2 separate regions of the Triticum aestivum genome follow, and region 2 is linked to region 1. A link is a contact called in public Hi-C data. All regions are on one chromosome and are shown on one strand. Each heading gives the region's core, a stretch centred on a gene start, on an enhancer-like site or on the middle of the called end of the contact. The rest is flanking DNA. Distances are from core to core; before and after follow the strand shown.

Region 1 (6,485 bases), core at 1,609-4,108:
CCCCCGTATTTTGTGAGTTTTGGGGGTGTACAACACTTGATCAATTTTAAATATGGTTGCTGAAGGAAATATGCCCTAGAGGCAATAATAAACTTATTATTTATTTCCTTATTTCATGATAAATGTTTATTATTTATGCTAGAATTGTATTAACCGGAAACATAATACATGTGTGAATACATAGACAAACAGAGTGTCACTAGTATGCCTCTACTTGACTAGCTCGTTAATCAAAGATGGTTATGTTTCTTAACCATAGACAAAGAGTTGTTATTTGATTAACGGGATCACATCATTAGGAGAATGATGTGATTGACTTGACCCATTCCGTTAGCTTAGCACTCGATCGTTTAGTATGTTGCTATTGCTTTCTCCATGACTTATACATGTTCCAATGGCTATGAGATTATGCAACTCCCGTTTACCGGAGGAACACTTTGTGTGCTATCAAACGTCACAACGTAACTGGGTGATTATAAAGGAGCTCTACAGGTGTCTCCAAAGGTACATGTTGGGTTGGCGTATTTCGAGATTAGGATTTGTCACTTCGATTGTCGGAGAGGTATCTCTGGGCCCTCTCGGTAATGCACATCACATAAGCCTTGCAAGCATTGCAACTAATGAGTTAGTTGCGAGATGATGTATTACGAACGAGTAAATAGACTTGCCGGTAACGAGATTGAACTAGGTATTGAGATACCGATGATCGAATCTCGGACAAGTAACATACCGATGACAAAGGGAACAACGTATGTTGTTATGCGATCTGACCGATAAAGATCTTCGTAGAATATGTAGGAGCCAATATGAGTATCCAGGTTCCGCTATTGGTTATTGACCGAAGACGTGTCTCGGTCATGTCTACATTGTTCTCGAACCCGTAGGGTCCGCACGCTTAAGGTTTCGATGACAGTTATATTATGAGTTTATGAGTTTTGATGTACCGAAGAAGTTCGGAGTCCCAGATGAGATCAGGGACATGACGAGGAGTCTCGAAATGGTCGAGACGTAAAGATCGATATATTGGACGACTATATTCAGACATCGGAAAGGTTTCGAGTGGTTCGGGTATTTTTTGGAGTTACCGGGGAGTTACGGGAATACGGGGGAAGAAGTATATGGGCCTTATTGGGCTTTAGGGGAGAGGGAGAGGCAGGCCGCGTGCCCCCCATTGACTAGTCCGAATTGGACTAGGGGGAGGGGCGGCGCCCCCTCCTTCCTTCTCTTCCCTCTTCCCCTTCCTTGTCTCCTACTCCTACTACATGGAAGGACTCCTAGTTGGACTAGGAAAGGGGGAATCCTACTCCCGGTGGGAGTAGGACTCCCCTAGGGCGCGCCATAGAGAGGGCCGGCCCTCCCCTCCTCCACTCCTTTATATACGGGGGCAGGGGCACCCCATAGACACAAGTTGATCTTCGTGATCGTTCTCTTAGCCGTGTGCGGTGCCCCCTCCACCATACTCCTCGATAATATTGTAGCAGTGCTTAGGCGAAGCCCTGCGACGGTAGAACATCCAGATCGTCACCACGCCGTCGTGCTGACGGAACTCTTTCCCGACACTTTGCTGGATGGGAGTCCGGGGATCGTCATCGAGCTGAACGTGTGCTAGAACTCGGAGGTGCCGTAGTTTCGGTGCTTGATCGGTCGGGCCGTGAAGACGTATGACTACATCAACCGCGTTGTGCTAACGCTTCCGCTTCCGGTCTACGAGGGTACGTAGACAACACTCTCCCCTCTCGTTGCTATGCATCACCATGATCTTGAGTGTGCGTAGAAATTTTTTGAAATTACTACGTTCCTCAACAGTTGCATTCTTATTTATTGCACATCATGGTATTTTTAGACGATATACAGAATACCATATTTTTAAGCTTTGTTGTGCGTGACAGAAAAAATAGGCTTTTTTTTGGCCATACGCGGATGGGGGGAGGGGTACACAGGGAGGGTTCCTCCAGCCAATGTTTTCGTTCGTTCTCTCCCTCTCCAGGGAACAAGTGGGGGAGACTTGTATGAGATCTCACATTTAGGTGTGATCATGAGATCAACCCTAAAAACGTATATTTAGACATTTGAAAAACAATCTGAAATTATTTAACAACATTCATGCGAGCTATGTCTACAACTTTGAAAAAACAGCTGAAAACTTGATGTACATTTAGAGATTCACAAAATATAAATTTCAATGTGGACAGTGGCAGCTTTGCGTGTATGGTACTTTGACACTTCCATGAATGTAAGTCGAATTAGGAGCTGAATCTTTTTGAGATTGTACACCAAACATTGATGTATGTCTACAAAAAATTTGGAAATGCTTGAACATGTATTTTTTAAATAAAAAAATCGATCTCATTAATATCACCTGATGTGAGATCTCACACAACTCTGCCCCGGGAACGAGTCGTCCTCCGGGTTCCTCCCCAGTTGCCGTCGGCAAGATATCGCGGTCCTCATTTTTTTTGAACAACATCTGATTAGCACTAGGCAACCATTGACAAGCCCCTACCGGGCAGGCTAGTTTGGTCATCTCTTTCCGGTCCATTTCTTGTCCGAGCTCAGATCATGTCATCATGACAGCAAAAGATGACCACCCAGGGTTAAGCACAATTCGACCGGGTGGTTCCGTGGGCTCTGGCTCGGGAGCGAATGCCAGCGCGCCACTTGCCTTCGTCACAGTGCGAGAACACTGCAAACTGATCGCTCAGTGTCACATCCAGCTTGCTCTACCACCGCCAGTAGAATTACTGTGCATCGTGAAAAATGCAGGGAGCTTTCTGTGCGGTGATCATCCTCGGGGAGGGAGAACGCCGACTAACAGCCACGACAGCGACGGCCTCCCCCGGGCGGGTGTGGTCGACGGTGCGAGCCAACGAGGCCAAGCGTTGGCCGTGTGGTGTGTGCCGCTGCCTTTCCAGCTTCTAGCTTCTTCTGCCCGGCTTCTTCTCCTTCTTCCCACCGGCAAGTCTCCTCCCCCGGATGAGCCAGGTGACGGACGCATATATAGCCGCGTACTCATTCATCCACACCGCCTCCCCATCCAATTCCCTCGCTCCACCGCCGCTCCTTCTCGGCCCTTCCCCGCCCCCTCGCATTGCAGGGAGGAGAGGACTCAATCAAGGTGATGTACCAGTACCACCACATCGTTGTCTCTCTCCCTCTCTCTCGATCGAAATCAGAAACATGCATTTGATTTAGGACTGCGTGTGGATGATTGGTTGATTTGATTGCGCCATGCCGAACCTTCTTGATGGCGGAAGCGTGTGCTTTCATTCACCAGTTAATTCCGTTTCTTTTTGGAGTGTGTTCTACGCTTCGAACTGCCCTTTCTTCTCATCAATTGTTTCCCTCTTTTGTGCCTAGCGAATAGTAGCGGGAATCGGTTGCGATCGGCAGTTGGTAGATCGATCGATCTCCTCTCTTGCTCTGCTCGCGTGAAATTGACGTGCCTCTGTTTCATTTTCTAACTCTGTTCTGCGAAGGAAGAGACTATAAGGTGGAAAATTTCGGCTAGAATTCTGACTTGGGAGGTGTGTGTGGAGTGCAGATGCCGACCATCATCATCAAGGTGGACCTGGATTGCGCCCGCTGCCACCGCAAGATCGAGAGGGTGCTCGACAGGATCAGAGGTACGTGCTTCGCTCGCACATCCTGTTTTCTGGATCAGAAGCTGTTGGTGTCGGCGTTAGCTTTGAGCCTGATGGTATTCTTGGCGTGCTTGCAGAGAAGGGCGAGTTCGTGATCGACGACATCGAGTACGATGAGAAGAACAACAAGGTGATCGTGAAGGGCCCCTTCGACGCGGACAAGCTCTCCGACAAGCTCTGCTGCAAGGCCTGCAAGATCATCAAGGAGATCGAGATCGTGGAGCCGCCGCCGCCGCCGCCGCCGGAGGAGCCCAAGAAGGAGGTGCCCGCGCCCCCGCCGCCGGAGCCGGAGGTCGTGGTGCCGCCGCCGCCAGCGGTCGTGGAGGAGCCCAAGTGCCCCGAGCCGGCACCGGAGCCGCCCAAGGAGGAGCCGCCCAAGGAGGAGCCGCCCAAGGAGGAGCCGCCCAAGAAGGAGGAGCCCGCGCCCCCGCCGCCCAAGGTCGTGGAGGTGCCGTACCCGTGGCCGTACCCCTACCCGTACCCGGCGTGGCCGTCGGACTGCTGCTGCTGCCACGGCCACGGCCACGGCGGCTGCTCCTGCAAGGAAGAGCCGGCGCCCGCGCCCGCGCCCGCGCCCCCGCCGCCCCAGTACAACATCTACCCGCAGTACCCGCCGTACCCGCAGCAGCCGGCGTACCCGCCGTGCGGCGGCTACAAGATCGTCTGCGAGGAGGACCCCTCCTACGCCTGCGCCATCATGTGATCGATCCATCAGTACGCCGTACAGTACTCCGTTCCCACCACCAGCTCCGTCGGTTGCTACGCTGCCGCCATTAATCCGGCCGTCCCGTATAAGCACCGTACAGATACGATGAACTCTTCGCGTACATATACACGCGCCACATCACATATACACCTACTCTCTACTCCCTCACTGTTTATTTCCCTGTGATTAGTAGAAGCCAGAATAAAATACATCACTACCCAAATGCATTCATGTGGTACTGCGTATACTACTACTACTACTAGAAACTAAGGAGGATCTGAGATCGATCGATCAGTGTCTGCCGTCTCATTCTCAGCGCCCCACTTTCATCAAATTATTAGTATGTGCTGCTGTGACATCTTGTCACTTTAAATTATGTATTCATGTATGTTGCACTCTGATCTGATGGGGTTGTGCCAGGCTTCACTATCCTCACAGGCTACACTTTGTTGCGATGCCTCCGTCTGTCCCCAGAAGTGATTATGCAGTGTATTATTATTCTGTATGTGCATGTAAAGATGGGGCGAAAACACACGGTTGATGGGTACGGACGGGATTGCGTCGAGGAGCGTCATGAGGAGGTCGTGATTAGGCGCGCACGTAACGCTGAGGCGATCTCTGATCGGGACGGGAGTAGGTGTTAAAGCGGGCGAGGTGGATGATGTGTCGCCGGCGTGGCCTCAGACGGTGGTGGGTGACATGAATAGATGGAGGCCAAGCAAACCACGTGCGACGTGTGGTTGGCCGTGTCGAATTCACACCAAAACAGATGGAGGCCATGCAAACACAAGCTAGTTGGGGCCAATTTTTCTTCATGGGTTTAAATTCAACTGAAAGTGAGCTCACCTCTCGAGTTCACCGTTGTTTGTTTCGTGAGGTGGTGGAGAATCAGAAGTCGCATCCACCTTGCGAGGACAAAATGGTTCTTGTGGTATGGTACCCTTTCTTCTTCCTTGCCCTCGAATTGCCGGGAACGGAGACGGAGGACCCACGGCCATTTCCGGCTACAGGCTGAGAGGTGAAAGGAAAGGAGGAGGCGTTCGGCGGTTGTGGGTGGGGTTGCTCGTAGCGGGCGGTGGGTTAGACTGTCCACGGCGACGTCGCCGTCGCCTGTATCTCCTCTCGGGGTCGGGGGTCCTGTCCTCCTCAGCTCGCCTCGATTGTGCCTACCGGTACCGGAGGACGGGAACGGGACGAGAGAGTGGGCGGAGATATGCAGGATCCCCATGGCTTTCCATGCCCGGCCCCCAGGGAGTCGACGCCGATCGGGACGGGCCACCGGCACCTCTTTTGCGCGGATCCTGCGCCCGTGGGCCTGGGAATTGTTCTCGTCCCTCGTGCTTCAGTCTCATGGGCCGTCTCACTTCTCACGACACGGACGGGCGAATTTCGACTCGAAAACCTCTGCATCGTCTAAAAAAACTCAAAAACCTCTGCTGTTATGCAGCCGTTGCCATCGACGAGCGCAACTGACTAGTCTTGGTGATGGCCAGCCCAACCTTGATGCATCGTCATACGACAACGGTCGCGCATGAATCTTGCAGAAATCATGGGAGCTACTCCCTCCGTTCCAAATTACTTGTCGCCGAAATAGATGTATTTAGAACTAAAATACATCTAAATACATTTATACCTACGACAAGTAATTTGGAACGGAGAAAGTAGTATTACAGAGACCCACTACCCAATCGACCCAGACCAGACAGCGTATGGTTGTCACCTCACCCTCCGATTGCACGAGGCGCCATGCCCTTTTTGGTCCAGTACAGTGCACTACAGCAGCCCCGGCCAAGTCGCAAATCCTATCGCGATTTTCGTCTTGTAGCTTGATCAGCTGAGCTCCCCGTCTTGGCAAGTTGCGGCCCGCTGCTGATCCTGACCTGCCACGTACACCGTCGGTGTTCAACTGGATAAGCCAAGGCAGGACACTGCACATTAGTGCGGTCGAGCTCCACCCAAAGAACAGAAATTACAGTCCGGTGTTCTGTCCCATTGGCTGCTCTCCGCGAAAAGTGCCTCCTGACGGCACACACGAGATGTTCCACCACCGACGCTATCGGCCTATCATTGAGTCTTTTTCGATGAAGGGCGATTTTATTATCTCAGAATGTAGCATCAAGAAGATACAAAACATTATG
Region 2 (6,485 bases), core at 1,290-3,789, 290 kb after region 1:
CATCGGTGTGACCGAATTGATTAGGGTTTGTGGCAATGGCTATGTCAAGTGAACTCGGTGGCGCCGGATGAAAAATTTCGGTGGGGCCGAGTTTGACTTTTGGGTTGGGACATATGTGGATATGAGAAAGTGGTTGAGGGCTTTGGAGCATATCACTAAGCATTTTGAGTAAGCAAGCCATTAAGCAACACCTCATCCCCCTTTTAATAGTATTGGCTTTCCTATGGACTCAATGTGATCTTGGATCACTAAAAGCAAAATGTAGAGTCTTGAGCTTTAGAGCTTGAGCCAATCTTTTGTCCTTAGCATTTCAAAGGGGTTCCACATCTTCTTGTCCACGCCACTCCATCTGTTGAATTTATCTGAAATATACTAGATAAAAACATTAGTCCAACAAAAGATATGTTGACATTAATTACCAAAACCACCCAGGGAGCACTTGTGCTTTCAACAGGTTTGTCAACATCATCGACTACAAGTTCGCCACGGTGGATACCAAAGACGATGTAAAAGCGCTCAGTGTTACGGGCTTGGCCTGTAAGAACCTTGTCGAAATCCGTGAACACTACAGGGTCTAGGGCAGCACGAAGCAGGACTCCCTGGTCGAACTCGCCTCGGCCATCATCGACCCCTACTATGAAAAGATGAAGCAGGATGCCCAAAGAACAAGTCTCGTATCCTGGCACAAGGCCTGGATGCGACAACTGGATGAACCTCACCTCAGGTTCGCGGCCAAGAGCGTGTACACATGCTACGAGATGCACAAGCGAATCGTTGACATGAGGAAGTGCCTCGTTACCCAAATCGATGAGCCCGGATCGAGCCACAAGAAGAGCAAGCGTCACAAGAAGTAGATGATGATCAACTGATCCTTTATGCTAGTTAATCATGCATGTAATATATAGTTTACTTTATTGGTGTGTGTGAAAATGTCATGTGTGTAGTAGCCACCTATGTAATTATGCATGTAATAGTTTACTTTGGTGTGTGCAAATGCCGTGATTGTAGTTGCCACCTATGTAAGTGGATGTTTAATTTGGTTATGTAAGCATGTCCTTATAAGTGTGTGTGTGTGTGTGTGTGTGTCTATATATATATATGTTGTTGTTCTGTACGCAATCCCATCGCACAACACACACGTCTTATTAGCAGCAACCGTCTGTGTTCTTATCGGCCTTCAGACACATTTCTGATTACAGACCTGTTTGTCCCGTATCACACACATTGTATTGAGTTGAACCGTTTTTGTTCTCATGTCTCAACGCAAACAGTTCATCCGAGTGAACTGCATGCCGTATATCGCACACACCTTTGATCTGGCTGACCGTTTCTTTTGTGTTGCCTAATCACAAACAGTTCATCTGAGTAAACCGTATGCTGTGTATCGCACACGCCTCCATCTGGATGCCCGTTTCTTTTGTTCCTCATCATCGCAAACAGTTCATTGAACTGAACCGTATGCCCTTCATCGCACACGCAACTAAAACCTGAATCGTGTTTGATGCATCCGTCGTCGCAAACGTTTTACACATTTCTGACGGTTTTCATACAACACCGTTTGCGATTATGACATCGCACACAGTTTCTTGAAGGGTCTCTGATTATAGTGTCGCGTTAGCAGCATCCTGCAGTAGTGGAAGACGCATGCGGATGGGCAAAAGGCTCAACAACCTGCTCCTACCTCCGTAGTGATCGACTGCGGGGACGACTAGCGCACCCCCATCTCTTTGTATGCGCCCATGAAGTTCTCATTCACGCCCTCTCGCGTACGTGCTTGTGGGGCTACCCCTGTAACCGTCATATCTTTTTTTCCCTCCTATCAATGCAATGATACGCAAAGCCTTTGCGTATTTGCGAAAAAAATATATCAAAGCCGGGTGATCATCGCTCGATCCAATCGCACTCCCATCCGTGGCAGCAATGACCACCGTGTCCCCTTGCCGTTGCCCCGCGCTACGTGCATACAGGCTCCACCTTAGGGCATCTCCAATGGTCGTAAGATAGTTGTTGGTAGAGTTTGTCACATAGGATTTTTGATGATGTGTCATACAATAAATGAGGAAAGAGAGGAAGGTTGTATGTACATGAACCAACACCCATTGCACAAGCTTCAATGTAGAATGAGAGAACACCCCACTTATTATCTCACATCCTATTGGGCAAACTAGATACAAATCATTGGAGTTGTTGTATGTTAAGGTGTTGGTTGATGACATGACATATTTTACCAACAAGCTAACATACAAACTATTGGAGATATCCTTAAGCACAAACCACAAAGAACGGTCAACATTTTCTGACAGCGACGCTTGCCACCCCATTTCTGTGCGAAAAGCAAAGCACGCACGCCGCATGTTGGCTCGAAGCATCACGCACCACACAGTTTTGGGAAAGGAATCGGGGAGCCCCGCGGACGATCTGGGCCACACGCGTCCAATCCACCGGCCAAAGATGGACAGCCTGCTGGGCACTGGTACTACCGCTAGTTACTACGCGATGGCCCCGACAAGCCAACCCATTCTTCAATTATTCCGATCAAGTGGGAAGCGCCATCCAAATTAGCCGAGCTCGCACACTACTGCCGCGTCAGCTCTTGCGGGGAAGACGAGCCGCGCCGGAGTGACGTCGTACGGCTTCCCGTTCCCCTCTCGGTTTCCCGACGCCTCTCTTGGCTCACCCGCCCGCCCGCCGCCGCCCTGCCACTTCCTCCGCGCGTGAAAGCCCACCGCCTATTCCCCTTCCCTTCGCTCTCCGACGCCGGGCGCCACCCCGGCGGATCGAGCGGGCGGGCGGTTAGTTAGTTGCGCATCGCTGTTGCTTGCTTCTTCTACCGTTTGGCGCAGGGAGGAGGAGCGTGGGGGTAACATCGCTGTTCCACTCCCACCCGGGTGCTGCCCCCTCCTGTTCCCTTCTCACTCACTGCGTGTGCTTATCCGCGCCGGGCGAATCCAATCCCCCACTCTCCCCCGTCCTTCTCCAGAAAAGTCGCGGCTTTCCCCCCGCCCCCTCATGATTCCCGTCGATTCCTCCTCCGCCCATTTGCCCCTCCGCGTCGCAGAATCCCCCGCGCCACCGCTGCTGACCGTCGCGCGGTAGGGGGAGGGGCAGGAGCGAGGAGCCTAGCTCGGGGGTGGTCGTGGTGGCGACCGGCGGCGAGATGTCGTCGTCGCGGTCCAACAACCGGCCGGCGTGCTCGCGGGGGAGCTCGGCGCGCTCCAAGCACAGCGAGCGGGTGGTGGCGCAGACGCCCGTGGACGCGCGCCTGCACGCCGAGTTCGAGGGCTCGCAGCGCCACTTCGACTATTCCTCCTCGGTCAGCGCGCTCAACCGCTCCGGGGCCAGCACCAGCTCCGCCGTCTCCGCCTACCTCCAGAACATGCAGCGGGGCCGCTACATCCAGCCCTTCGGCTGCCTGCTCGCGATCCACCCGGAGTCCTTCGCGCTGCTCGCCTACAGCGAGAACGCCGCCGAGATACTCGACCTCACGCCGCACGCCGTGCCCACCATCGACCAGCGCGACGCGCTCGCCGTCGGCGCCGACGTGCGCACGCTCTTTCGCTCCCAGAGCGCCGTCGCCCTGCACAAGGCCGCCGTCTTCGGGGAGGTCAACCTGCTCAACCCAATCCTCGTCCACGCCAGGACCTCCGGGAAGCCCTTCTACGCCATCTTGCACCGCATCGACGTCGGCCTCGTCATCGACCTCGAACCGGTCAACCCCGCCGACGTGCCCGTCACCGCCGCCGGCGCGCTCAAGTCGTACAAGCTCGCCGCCAAGGCCATCTCCAGGCTGCAGTCCCTGCCCAGTGGCAACCTCTCCCTGCTCTGCGATGTGCTGGTCCGGGAGGTAAGCGAGCTCACTGGCTATGACAGGGTGATGGCATACAAGTTCCATGAGGACGAGCATGGTGAGGTCATTGCCGAGTGCAGGAGGTCTGATTTGGAGCCGTATCTTGGCCTGCACTACCCGGCAACTGACATCCCACAAGCATCCAGGTTTCTGTTTATGAAGAACAAAGTGCGGATGATATGTGATTGTGCTGCAAGTCCTGTGAAGCTCATTCAGGATGACAACCTGTCACAGCCTATCAGCCTCTGTGGCTCGACCATGAGAGCACCCCATGGTTGCCATGCCCAGTACATGGCCAACATGGGCTCCATCGCGTCGCTGGTGATGTCGATCACTATAAACGAGGACGACGATGAGGATGGAGACACTGGGAGTGACCAGCAGCCGAAAGGCAGGAAGCTGTGGGGGCTGGTGGTTTGCCATCACACGAGCCCGAGGTTCGTCCCCTTCCCTCTCAGGTATGCTTGCGAATTTCTCTTGCAAGTGTTCGGCATACAGCTCAACAAGGAGGTGGAACTTGCTTCTCAGGCAAAGGAGAGGCACATCCTCCGCACGCAGACGCTTCTGTGTGATATGCTCCTCAGGGATGCTCCTGTTGGGATATTTACCCAGTCTCCCAATGTAATGGATCTGGTGAAGTGCGATGGTGCAGCATTGTGTTACCAAAACCAGATTATGGTGCTGGGATCAACACCCTCTGAAGGAGAGATAAAGAAGATTGTCGCGTGGCTGCTGGAGTGCCATGATGGCTCTACTGGGCTAAGTACGGACAGCTTATTGGAAGCAGGATATCCTGGTGCGTCTGCGCTCGGTGAGGTTGTCTGTGGCATGGCAGCTATAAAGATCTCTTCCAAAGGATTTATCTTCTGGTTCCGGTCGCACACAGCAAAGGAGATCAAGTGGGGTGGAGCTAAGCATGAACCAGGTGATGCAGATGACAATGGCAGGAGGATGCATCCACGTTCTTCGTTCAGGGCCTTCTTGGAGGTAGTTAAATGGAGGAGTGTTCCTTGGGAGGATGTTGAAATGGACGCAATCCATTCTCTCCAGCTAATATTGCGTGGCTCCCTGCAAGATGAAGATGCTAACGACAACAATGCAAGGTCAATTGTTGAAGCTCCATCTGATGACATCAAGAAGATACAGGGGCTACTTGAACTGAAAATTGTGACAAATGAGATGGTGCGCCTAATTGAGACAGCAACTGCTCCTATATTGGCTGTCGACATCGTTGGTAACATAAACGGATGGAATAATAAAGTTGCAGAAATTACTGGATTACCCACCACGGAAGCCATAGGGATGCTTCTGGTAGATCTCGTGGAGGGTGATTCTGTTGAAGTGGTTAAGCAAATGTTGAACTCAGCTCTGCAAGGTTGTCACTATGTCTTGAATCTGGTCCTTTTATGCTTTCCAGCTTAGTTATAACATGTACATCATTTTTTGGTGACACATCTGTGTTTCATTTCTCCTTTATATTTCAGGAACCGAAGAGCAGAATTTGGAAATCAAGCTTAAAACAATGCATCAACAGGAAAGTAAGGGCCCTGTAGTCTTGATGGTTAACGCCTGTTGTAGTCGTGACCTTTCAGACAAAGTTGTTGGGGTATGTTTCGTAGCACAAGATTTGACAGGGCACAAGATGGTTATGGATAAGTATACCCGGATACAGGGTGACTATGTTGCAATAGTAAAGAACCCCAATGAGCTCATACCCCCTATATTTATGATCAATGATCTTGGTTCTTGCTTAGAATGGAATGAAGCTATGCAAAAGATTACTGGTATAAAGAGGGAAGATGCAATAGATAAGTTGCTAATCGGGGAGCTTTTCACTCTTCATGATTATGGATGCAGGGTAAAAGATCAAGTTACTCTAACCAAACTTAGCATACTGATGAACACGGTGATCTCTGGTCAAGAACCCGAGAAGCTTGCTTTTGGTTTCTTCAACACAGATGGCAAGTACATGGAATCACTGCTGACAGCAAACAAGAGGACAGATGCTGAGGGTAAGATCACCGGCGCTCTTTGCTTTTTGCATGTGGCCAGCCCCGAGCTTCAGCATGCTCTTCAGGTGCAGAAAATGTCTGAACAAGCTGCTACACACAGCTTTAAGGAATTGACATATATTCGTCAAGAATTAAAGAACCCACTCAATGGCATGCAATTTACCCGTAAGTTGTTGGAACCGTCTGACTTGACAGAGGAGCAGAGGCAACTTTTTGCATCAAATGTTCTCTGCCAAGAACAGTTGAAAAAGATTTTACATGACAATGATCTAGAAGGCATTGAACAGTGGTAAGTGCTATTTTTTCAGCATCGTCTAAAAGCTGATAAGCTATTTTTTTTCACTAACCCCAGTAAATTGTGTCTGTGCTGATGCAGAACTGAAACTACTAATATCTCATGTTCTTTTCCCTATCAATTGCATTTAATCTATGGAGTACACATGATATGCACTACTGGTTGCAAATTCTTAGACATGAGAACTTCCACCATTAACAAAATGCTTATAGTGCTAGAAAATCAATTCACACAACAGTTTAGCATGCCTTTTCCATTTACTTCTACATATGATAGAAAAATGATAGATTAAATATTAATTAATACTTTTTTTACAGCTACATGGAGATGA

Evidence for each region. Hi-C and Micro-C count contacts between places; a contact is called where the count stands out from the background.
Region 2: a contact with region 1 is called in a Hi-C map of leaf, with 7 times the contacts expected there. The contact joins the promoter of LOC123105051 here to the promoter of LOC123105050 in region 1. A contact is called at or near these places in 2 of 5 Hi-C or Micro-C datasets (both in leaf) and 1 of 1 datasets of contacts at active chromatin or transcription factors (leaf).

What each region holds. Positions count from the first base shown.
Region 1 is chr5A:588,154,420-588,160,904 of IWGSC CS RefSeq v2.1, forward strand. LOC123105050 (protein PYRICULARIA ORYZAE RESISTANCE 21) reads left to right here and starts at 2,859. Exons shown (of 3, transcript XM_044527024.1): 1 at 2,859-3,115; 2 at 3,542-3,623; 3 at 3,719-4,782. The coding sequence starts at 3,542. The coding sequence ends at 4,344.
Region 2 is chr5A:588,441,779-588,448,263 of IWGSC CS RefSeq v2.1, forward strand. It overlaps LOC123105051 (phytochrome C), which reads left to right and starts at 2,540. Exons shown (of 4, transcript XM_044527025.1): 1 at 2,540-5,222; 2 at 5,332-6,148; 3 at 6,472-6,485. The coding sequence starts at 3,158.